Regions from separate parts of the Mus musculus genome. Here region 1 is linked to region 2. A link is a contact called in public promoter capture Hi-C data. All regions are on one chromosome and are shown on one strand. Each heading gives the region's core, a stretch centred on a gene start, on an enhancer-like site or on the middle of the called end of the contact. The rest is flanking DNA. Distances are from core to core; before and after follow the strand shown. Region 1 overlaps Dync1h1 (dynein cytoplasmic 1 heavy chain 1). Region 2 overlaps Dync1h1 (dynein cytoplasmic 1 heavy chain 1).

What was found. Capture Hi-C pulls out chosen DNA fragments and counts their contacts.
Region 1: a contact with region 2 is called in a promoter capture Hi-C map of pancreatic islet. The contact joins two enhancer-like sites. A contact is called at or near these places in 22 of 39 promoter capture datasets (the 3T3-L1 cell line, 3T3-L1-derived adipocytes, the C10 cell line and 12 more), 2 of 15 datasets of contacts at CTCF or cohesin (the NIH/3T3 cell line and embryonic stem cells), 200 of 484 Hi-C or Micro-C datasets (2-cell-like embryonic stem cells, the 3T3-L1 cell line, 3T3-L1-derived adipocytes and 94 more), 29 of 115 datasets of contacts at active chromatin or transcription factors (the 230-238 cell line, the HPC-7 cell line, the NIH/3T3 cell line and 15 more) and 5 of 9 other capture datasets (adipose tissue, embryonic stem cells, embryonic tail and 2 more).

What each region holds. Positions count from the first base shown.
Region 1 is chr12:110,663,244-110,667,440 of GRCm38.p6, reverse strand. Dync1h1 (dynein cytoplasmic 1 heavy chain 1) reads right to left here. Exons shown (of 77, transcript NM_030238.2): 71 at 4,165-4,197; 72 at 2,694-2,905; 73 at 2,205-2,358; 74 at 1,635-1,777; 75 at 1,315-1,483; 76 at 1,020-1,147; 77 at 497-878. The coding sequence ends at 750. Among named protein-coding and RNA genes, the nearest start is that of 1700001K19Rik, 17 kb to the left of the region's middle. Within about 2 kb of position 1,725, at least 11 of the 459 cell types and tissues checked have an H3K27ac peak or open chromatin away from gene starts, as enhancers often do. A contact at or near this core is called in pancreatic islet, where this site is marked.
Region 2 is chr12:110,621,842-110,626,101 of GRCm38.p6, reverse strand. It overlaps Dync1h1 (dynein cytoplasmic 1 heavy chain 1), which reads right to left. Exons shown (of 77, transcript NM_030238.2): 12 at 1,453-1,593; 13 at 499-675; 14 at 261-371; 15 at 61-180. Among named protein-coding and RNA genes, the nearest start is that of Gm35558, 15 kb to the right of the region's middle. Within about 2 kb of position 2,636, at least 5 of the 459 cell types and tissues checked have an H3K27ac peak or open chromatin away from gene starts, as enhancers often do. A contact at or near this core is called in pancreatic islet, where this site is marked.

The DNA of each region.
Region 1 (4,197 bases), core at 476-2,975, 42 kb before region 2:
CGGAGCAAGAAGCCGTGGGTGCCGTGTCACCTGCACCACCCCTAGGTTCCTTAAGAGAACACAGGCTTTTCCTCCTGCAGAGGAACCTGCTGTGTCTTCTCCCAGAGAAGGGAGTTAGGACAGTGCCTCTCTGTGCTAAGGAGTCCTTAACAGCTACGACAACAGCCTCTGCCCACCCTGTACCACACAGTCAGAGGGATTTAGAGATCCTGAGTTGCTAGGACCAGGCTAATTGTCACCCTTCCTGTGGGACGAGGCCACTCTCTCACCACAGGTCATGTGGAAAGGAAGTGTGGGAGGATGGACTGGTGGCAGGGCTTAGGTCTGAGAGAGAGAAGGTCCCCAGGGATAGGGGTGTCAGTCACGAACAGAGTTGCTGCCAGGCCTCAGGGAGGAGGTGCAGCTTTCCTGGTCTCACCCTGTTGCTTCTGCATCTGTGACCACGGTGACAAAGGTGAGGTGGGCTGGGACGCAAGGATTCCCACAGCAGACTGAGCAGAGCGGCAAGAGGCGGGAGCCCGTCATGCTTAGTGTTTTATTTACTAAACCCAGCCATTCGGTCAGCCCTCGGACAGCGCACTCTTCTCTTCTCCCATCCCACCGTCTCCAACCGCAGCACCTGTCACCCGCCAACGCGAACCAACCACTTGCTTTCCAGTCCATCAACCCTTCCACACCGTTAAGGATGAATGAAGGTTAAATATTGGGAGTTTCCTATTCCAGAAAGAGGACTGGAGAAAAGTCTAGCTTTACTCAGTGCACAGAACGGCAACTCCACGCTCATAGAAGCTGCGAGGATCTTCCTTTGTAGCAATTTCAAAGTCCACGGTGAAGATGAGGTCTGCCCGGGTGAAGTTCAGGTAGACAGGTAAGGTCACCTGTGAGACAGACAGAGGGACTTTACTGTTCATCAGCTCTAGGGACAAGCTCCCATGGGGGTCCAGGGCTGGGGTGCAGTTGTTTGCACACAAGTAGAGTCCCAGCACGGCAGAGCCAAAGAGCGAGGCCACGACACTTACCACGCTGGCCTTCTTCTCGGCGCTTGTTTGTTTCACCCAGCGCAGCTGTGTGAGGGGGAGGACTGTGGAGATGGCATTGGAGAGTGATAGCTTGTTGTTGCTGCACGTGGCCCCTTGGAGCTTCAGACCTGTGAGGAGATGTGGAGAAGGGGCTGAAGCCATACAGAGCCACACAGCTCGGCTTCCAGGACACCCACAGGCTCAGCTGGGCGGCTCTGCCCAGACACTTTGGGTACATTCATTTGGAAACAGGTTTCACAGAAAGGCCAGGCTGAGAGATCAGACGCCAGCTCACCTGTGACTCCAAAGCTGCAGGCATCAAGGGTGGCACTCTGTGAGGCGGTGACATTGACTTCCAGGCAGAGTTCCTCCAGGGACCAGCTGTTAGCTTGTGCCACATACTGTCTGGTGGCAGTGATGTAGGCCTCAGGTACAAACAGGCCACCCAGGCACACGTGGATGTTCTGTGCAAACAGTGCGGTGGAAAGGAGAGCAGGTCAGGTACAGGCCCTGGTTGTCCTTAGTGCCATCGAGAAAGAACACTTTCTACCCAAGTCCAGGACAATCAGTGCCACTCCTGACCCTACCCCCCTACCCCGGGCCATGCATGCCCACCTTCAGTTCCTTGGCACCACCAGATGCAGCTGCTTGTGAGATGTTCTGCAGCTGTTTGATCCTCTCGCTGAAATCTGACACCCACTGGATCACAGTCATGCCTGCAGGCACTGTGTAATGGGACCAGCTCCGAGGCAAGATCCCTGCAGCAAGGAAGAGAGCCGCAGGCCTCAGCACTAGTTCTGCCAAGTCCCCCTCTGCAGACGTGGCTCAGGCTGGCAGCATCTGCACACCACAGCCCGCTCTCCTGGCTGCGCCTGGTGTTCTGTCCACAACCAGGAAGGCCCTGGGCAAAGCTGTCTCAGTAGTGTGGGGTGCCTGCTTAGAGGTGTTGCAGCGTGCAGTGTGTCTGGACCAGGCCCCGCCCACCCCTCTGTCCTCTTCACTGCATTAACCCTGAAAGTCACAGGAGCTGCCTGTGGAAAACCTAGGGAAAACCAGGGGCGTTGCTAAGACCCCCACTATTGAGGAAGCCTGAAAGAGACACGTGTGGCCTGGGGACTGCAGTGTGCCCGCACATGGGGTGTGGACAGTGGCAGACCAGCTCCCAGCCGCACACCCCATCAGCACCTTTCACCAGCTCATTGATGAGCGTGCGCAGGTAGTTTGTCTGCTTCTTTTTCCCCTCGCACACTTGAACGACGTCAGCAAGATCTTGGCGCACATCTTGGAGTAACTTGGCCCCCATCTTTACTTCTCTCTCAAAGAACCTAAACAAAGGATCCTAAAGCCAGAGAGAAGAGGGCTAAGGACGGGCTCTGTGCAGAGACAAGGCACACCTGGGAGCAGCACCAGAGCTTTTGACCAGACCTTTTTGGGAGCTGGCCAGAGTGCAGTGTGGCCCTGGCCTGATGAATTTCTCTGCCCCTCTCAGATCACAGCTTTCAAAGAGTTTAATTAAAGCGGTGGCCATTCTTTTTTTTTTGTATTTTGGGTTTTCGAGACAGGGTTTCTCTATATAGCCCTGGCTATCCTGGAACTCACTCTGTAGACCAAGCTAGCCTCGAACTCAGAGATCTGCCTGCCTGGGGAGCAGCACGCTGAGCCCAGCCCAGCTACCTTGATGTTCTCCACGGTGCGCTTCAGGGGGCTCAGTGTCTGTGGGATGAGGTGCAGCCAGTTGGACGCCGTGGTGTGCAGTGTCCTCATCCAGGCTGGACGGCCATCGGAGGTGGAGTCCGTCCTTGCCTTCTTCTCCGTCTCTGCGTAGGCCAGGTCATCCTCGTCCTCCAGCATCTGCATCTTCAGCATCTTGCTGATCATGTCCACGCCTAGGCCAGGCCCGGGTGGGGAGGACTTCAGTGGACAGGCCAAGAGCTGTTTGACCATCAGCTCACCACGGCAGCCTGTAGGCTGTCCTCGTGCCACACGTCTACCCCAGGGCAATTAAGACAAAGCCAGACCCAATGGCCTGGTTGTGTGCTGTGAGGCTGTAGCCTGCAGGCCTCAGAAGCCTCACTCAGCCTAAAGGCAGACCCTGCTAGGGGTTTGTGATGGCCACTGGGACTCTTCTGAACTCTGCTCACACAAATGCCACGTTACTAAAAGCACACTGGTGCTAGGCCTGTCCCTCACACTTGGGAATTGATGCCCAGGCTGCTGAGGCTCCCTGCTCTCTGGACTGTGCAAAGAAAGGTGGAGAAGCTGGGCAATGCCCTGGTTCTTGACAGTGTTGATGGGTACAGGGCTTAGGGAAGCGCTGGGTCAAGTGACACCAGCACTGAGAACCAATCAGCCTGTGTGCTGGAGAGACTGCATCCAACCCCACAGGGAGCCGCTCAGCCTCCAGACCAGACACTCATCTTCACACTAAATCCATGTCACAGCCGCTCACTTCCTACTGTCCATGGACACCCCCACCTTCTCATGGTCACCTCCTCCCAGACAACAGGCAAGCTCTCAGAGCGTTCTCCATAGGAGGAGGTAGCTGGGAACACTTCATCTTGCTTCACCTACTTCTGAATGCCTGCACTAGCCCTGCCTGTTTTCTTAGCCTTCCCATAAGGGTCAGGTCAGACCACCAGAAGGACAAGGACAGGGTGTAGCAGGCTGGTGCTATGTTGCTGCTGCTGAGTCACCTCACCTGCTGTTTTTAAAAGTGTCCCATGTCATCCAGGTTAGCCTAGAACTCTCTACCCTATTACCCGTGGGTGCTGGCATCTCAGGGATGAGTTACAAAGCCTGGCTCTAAATGGTTGTTGACTGTGTGGGGGCTTGCTCTCAGAGCTCTGCCTAGCTTGTTAGGCTCTGGATTCTACCACCAATGCCGTGAAAAGTAAAACTGACTTAATACAAGGTATGCTGTGTTGTTTGAGGCATGCTGTGTAGACTGGATGTTGAACTCCACGGTTTTCTGCCTTTGGCTCCAGGCTAGGGCACAGCCTGCATACCACCAAGCCTCCATCAGTGCTTCCAACTCCTGAACTAAAGCTAGCCCTCAAACCTTCTTTTCAGGACTCCCCATGAACAAGCCCTTCCAGCAAGGCTTAGGGTGGGCAGGGGTCCAGGAGTGAGGGGACTCACTACCCACCTTGGGTGGTAAGCAGGACCCTTTCAGCATTGT
Region 2 (4,260 bases), core at 1,387-3,886:
TCTGTTCCATCAGAACACAAGATATTAGGAGCTTATCACAAGCCCCATGTGAGAACTCACTTCAACTTGCTTCTCAAACTGTTTGATCTTCCGTTTCAGAGATTGCACATAGGTGATGAAGGTCACCGCGTCAGAGGTACTGGCTGTGTCAACGGAGTGCTGCTCCAGCTCTTGGCGAGACTGTTGGAGAGAGGGTTGATTTACAGTGGTGCCAGGCTTGACCGGCTGCTCAGCTCCTGGGCAGCATCCAGTCTTCTCACCTTTGAGATCTGGGAGTGGAATTCTGTCATGTTTGAGCCCAGCATCTGCCCAAACTTGCTGAGAACCTCCTTATGCCAGGAGTCATACTTCAAGTTCACCTTGGACTGGACCTGTGGGAGAGGTGCACAGGAGGACGCCATCAGCACTTTCCTGGAGCGTCCAAGCTCTAACCCAGGGCCAAACACCAATACTGATCTTACGGCTGCCTGGTGCCTTTTGACAACAAGCCAAGCTCACCTTGCCGTAATCTATCACCACCGGACCAAACTCTTTCTTGGTTTCCGCATTGTCAAAGGTTCCTCTGGCTTTCCTTATCTGGACCAGGAGAGCTTGCCACTTGTTGAGATCTTCCCCTAGCCTGTTGTAAATGTTTTCTGCCTGCATATCCCACAAACACTGGTACTGAAGCCAAACCTGCAAAGGAAACACAGCTCAATTCTAGTCTGCAGTGCTGTAGACTATTAATATGCTAGAACCCACCATGTCAACAGTCCATGTCTTCACACCATTAGAGAACCTCACTTCAAAGTCTTGGAATTTATTTAGCAAAAAGGAAAATTTTACTTTTCTTGAAAACCATAGTTAAGACAACATAAGATTTATCCTACTATTCACCCTTTGGCTTAAAATAAACAAGTATTGCTGGGTGTGGTGGAACACACCTTAATCCTAGCACTGTGAGGCAGACACAGGGCATCTGGTCTACAGAGCTCCAGACCAGCCAAAGCTACATAGTAACAGCAAGCTACACAGAGTCAGGTGTGGGACACACATGTGTAATCCACAGGTCTCAGGAGATGAAAAAATTCCAGGTTCTGGTCAGCCTGGTTTAAAAGCAAGTAACTACAGGCCAGGTAGGGCTAGAATAAGGAATAAGGCCTTGTCTCAACATAAACAAACAGCAGGTGGATAAAGAGATAAGCAAATAAATAAAGCAAACACTGCCTGCTGAGCCGTATTACCTATCAGGACCCATTAGCTTCACAGTATTCATTCATTCTCATTCTCATTCTCATTCTCTCTCTCTCTCTCTCTCTCTCTCTCTCTCTCTCTCTCTCTCTCTCTCTCTCGCTCTCTTGGTGGTGCTGGCAATTAAACCCACTGAGCCCTGAGCCACACCCGGGCACCTCTCATACTCTTCATGTCTAGGAGAGCATGGCCATGGCACTGGATGGAATCAGGGTGTCTTACCTTAACATACTGCTCAACTTCAGTCACTATGCCCATGACCGCAGAGTAGGACTCTTCCAGGGCGACAGGGCCGTCGGGCATCCTTGTCAGTGCATTCCGATAGAACTTCTCTTCCTCCGTCAACTCGTAATGCACTCCCACCTGACCGACCAGAGCCAGACACGACTGTCCAACAGTGCACACAGTGCTAACCTAGTCACCTTTTACTTACTAGAATGACTAAAAAATGTCACCATCAAAAAGCATTAAGAGATATTTTCCTTAGCCATAAGTAACAAGGAACCGGATTATATTTAACTCAGTAAACCAATAAAGGGAACTGGAGAATAACCACAAACTGGCACAAGGTAAGAGAAGCTGAAGAACACAAGGAACCCTCAGTTCACCTCAACTGCCTGAGCACTGCTACAGCTCGGCCCCACCTAATACAACAAGCAGGCACTCCACTCATCCGAAGTCACATTTTATAGATGAGAGACAAAGGACATTGTCATATAGGATGGAAGTCTACGTAGAGTGAGTAGGAGAGAGGGAGGGAGTACAGGGGAAGGGCAGGGACTGGCTGTACTCTAATTCATTGTTTATAGCAGAGGGCATTGAACAGAGGGCCTTGGCATGTTAGAAAATCTACCACTGAGTTACACGCCTATTGCTGGTTGTCCCCTCAACAGAAAACCAGAAAAGGCTTTACCAGAGGTGGTCTGTGACAAAGACTGGCAAGGATGGAAGGGACGTTTGCTCGCTGGGGCTGTGAGCAGAGAACGCCTCATGCAAAAGCCCAGGGAGCAAAAGCAGCCTGCAGGGCTGAGGGCCAGCAAGAGCCCAGTGAGGCCTGAGCAGAGCCAGGAGGGAAAGCAGGCCAGAAAGGCCCCTGGACAGGAAGACTACAGCGAGATGGCAGGCTGTTAGAGGACCCACAGAGGCCGTTACCCCGAAATGAAGACTGACCATAGGGGTGGAGAGAACAGCAGGAGGCAACATTAGTAAGGCAAGGCATCGGTGGCTTCTGGGGTACAGTGGGAACAGTAACCGTGGTAGAACAGAAATGCCCGATGCTGCAGGGCATCTGACCACATTGTGAACTCCAAGATTGTGAACACGAAAAGCTTTGCTGTGGTGCAGCTCAGCCCGAGTGCACACTGTTCATCCTAAGAGCTCTCTGTAAACAGGATTAACTACAGTCAGCGACAGTCAGGAGGCGAGTTGGCTAGCAACCAGTTGACCAGTATAAGGAAGTAGCAAGGAGGGGGACTGAGCTGAATTCAGGGTGTTAAACACAGAGGAGATGGGGAAGGGGCATTTCCTTCTGGGATGGCAGTGGACAGTGGTCAGCTGGGTGCCTCTCTGAGTAAGCAGGCTTTCACCACAGTGTCTGGCTCCTGGGTATTCATTTAGGAAATTGAACATTGATTTTATTTTTTAAAAAAAAGACAACAGAGCAGGATGAACTTTAAAGACATCAATGACAGAAATCAGGGTGACACATGACTTCTGGGTTGGGTGGAAAGAAGGACAAGAGGAGAAGCAAGGAGAGGAAGCAACCCATGGGAGCAAGCACAGCACCAAGTCCTGGCCTCGGGACAGGAGATGGAAAGCAGGCTGCACGCATGAGTGTGGAGACGGCTGTGTCAGAGCAGAGCTGGGTCAACAGCGCTGGTGTCCGCACACAGGGCAGCTATCGCCTGTCCAGCTTCAGCTTGGAGAGGAACAAGACAATGCAAAGCCTTATACACAGAACTGACAAAGAGGACCCCAAAGACTATATCTAGATGCCTGGGACAGAAACCAAAGCTCAGTTTGGTTTTGATTAGCTGGGCAAAACATACTACAGGGACTAGGAGATGGCTCGGTAGGCATTTGCCACCACGCCTGATGTCTTGAGTTCAATCCCCAGAATGAACTTAAAAAGTGAAGAGGTAGATACCTAAATTGCAGGGTGTGCTTTGAGCTCCACTTTCTCACTGTGAGAAATGTGAAAGAGTGTGTGTGCACAAACACACCACAAATAAAACCCTTGAAGAGTGACATTTATGTTCAAAGTCACAAGGTAAAAAAGGTGTGTTTGGGGGCTGCAGAGATAGCCCAGTGGTCCTGAGCACTGGCTGCTCTTCCAGAGGACCCGGGTTCAGTTCTCAGCACCTAGGGAATCCAATTATTTTTTCTGGCCTACACAGAAAGAGACTCACTCCTGATGAACAGACACACATTCAGGCAAACACTCAGACATGTAAAAGAAAACTAAATTTATTTTATTCTTTGATTTGAAAAGGCGTGTTTCTAGCAGAATTACTAAATTCTAGGACAGTCTGCATGGCAGTGTTATGGAATCTTTTTATTTGAAGCCACTGATCCTACTTAAAAGTGACATCAGCCAACATTATGGATTAAATGGCCTTTCAGGTTTTCCTTTGACTCTAGAAGGGTACCAGGAAGACTAGAATCCAGGATTTGCCTTAAACTTGTCAGCGGGGATCTACAAATTAAGTTAAGAGCAGCTACGTGCTGATAAGTCAGCCTGCAGGCAGGAGCTCAGGAGGCTGAAGCTGAGGTCAGGTGGGACTACCCAGGGATACCCTATATCCAAAATCAGACAACACAGCAATGGAGTAGGAACTGAGATTATCAAAGCTCACAGGCCAGGCACAGTGGCAGGCGCCTTTAACACAAGTGCTCAGAAGGCAGAGGCAGAGAATCTCTAGGAGTTTGAGGCAAACTTGGTCTACACAGGGAGGTCCAAGAGAGCAAAGGCTCCACAGAGAGATCTTGTTTAAAAACCAAAGCAGCTGATGGAGGAAACTTTGAGAGACG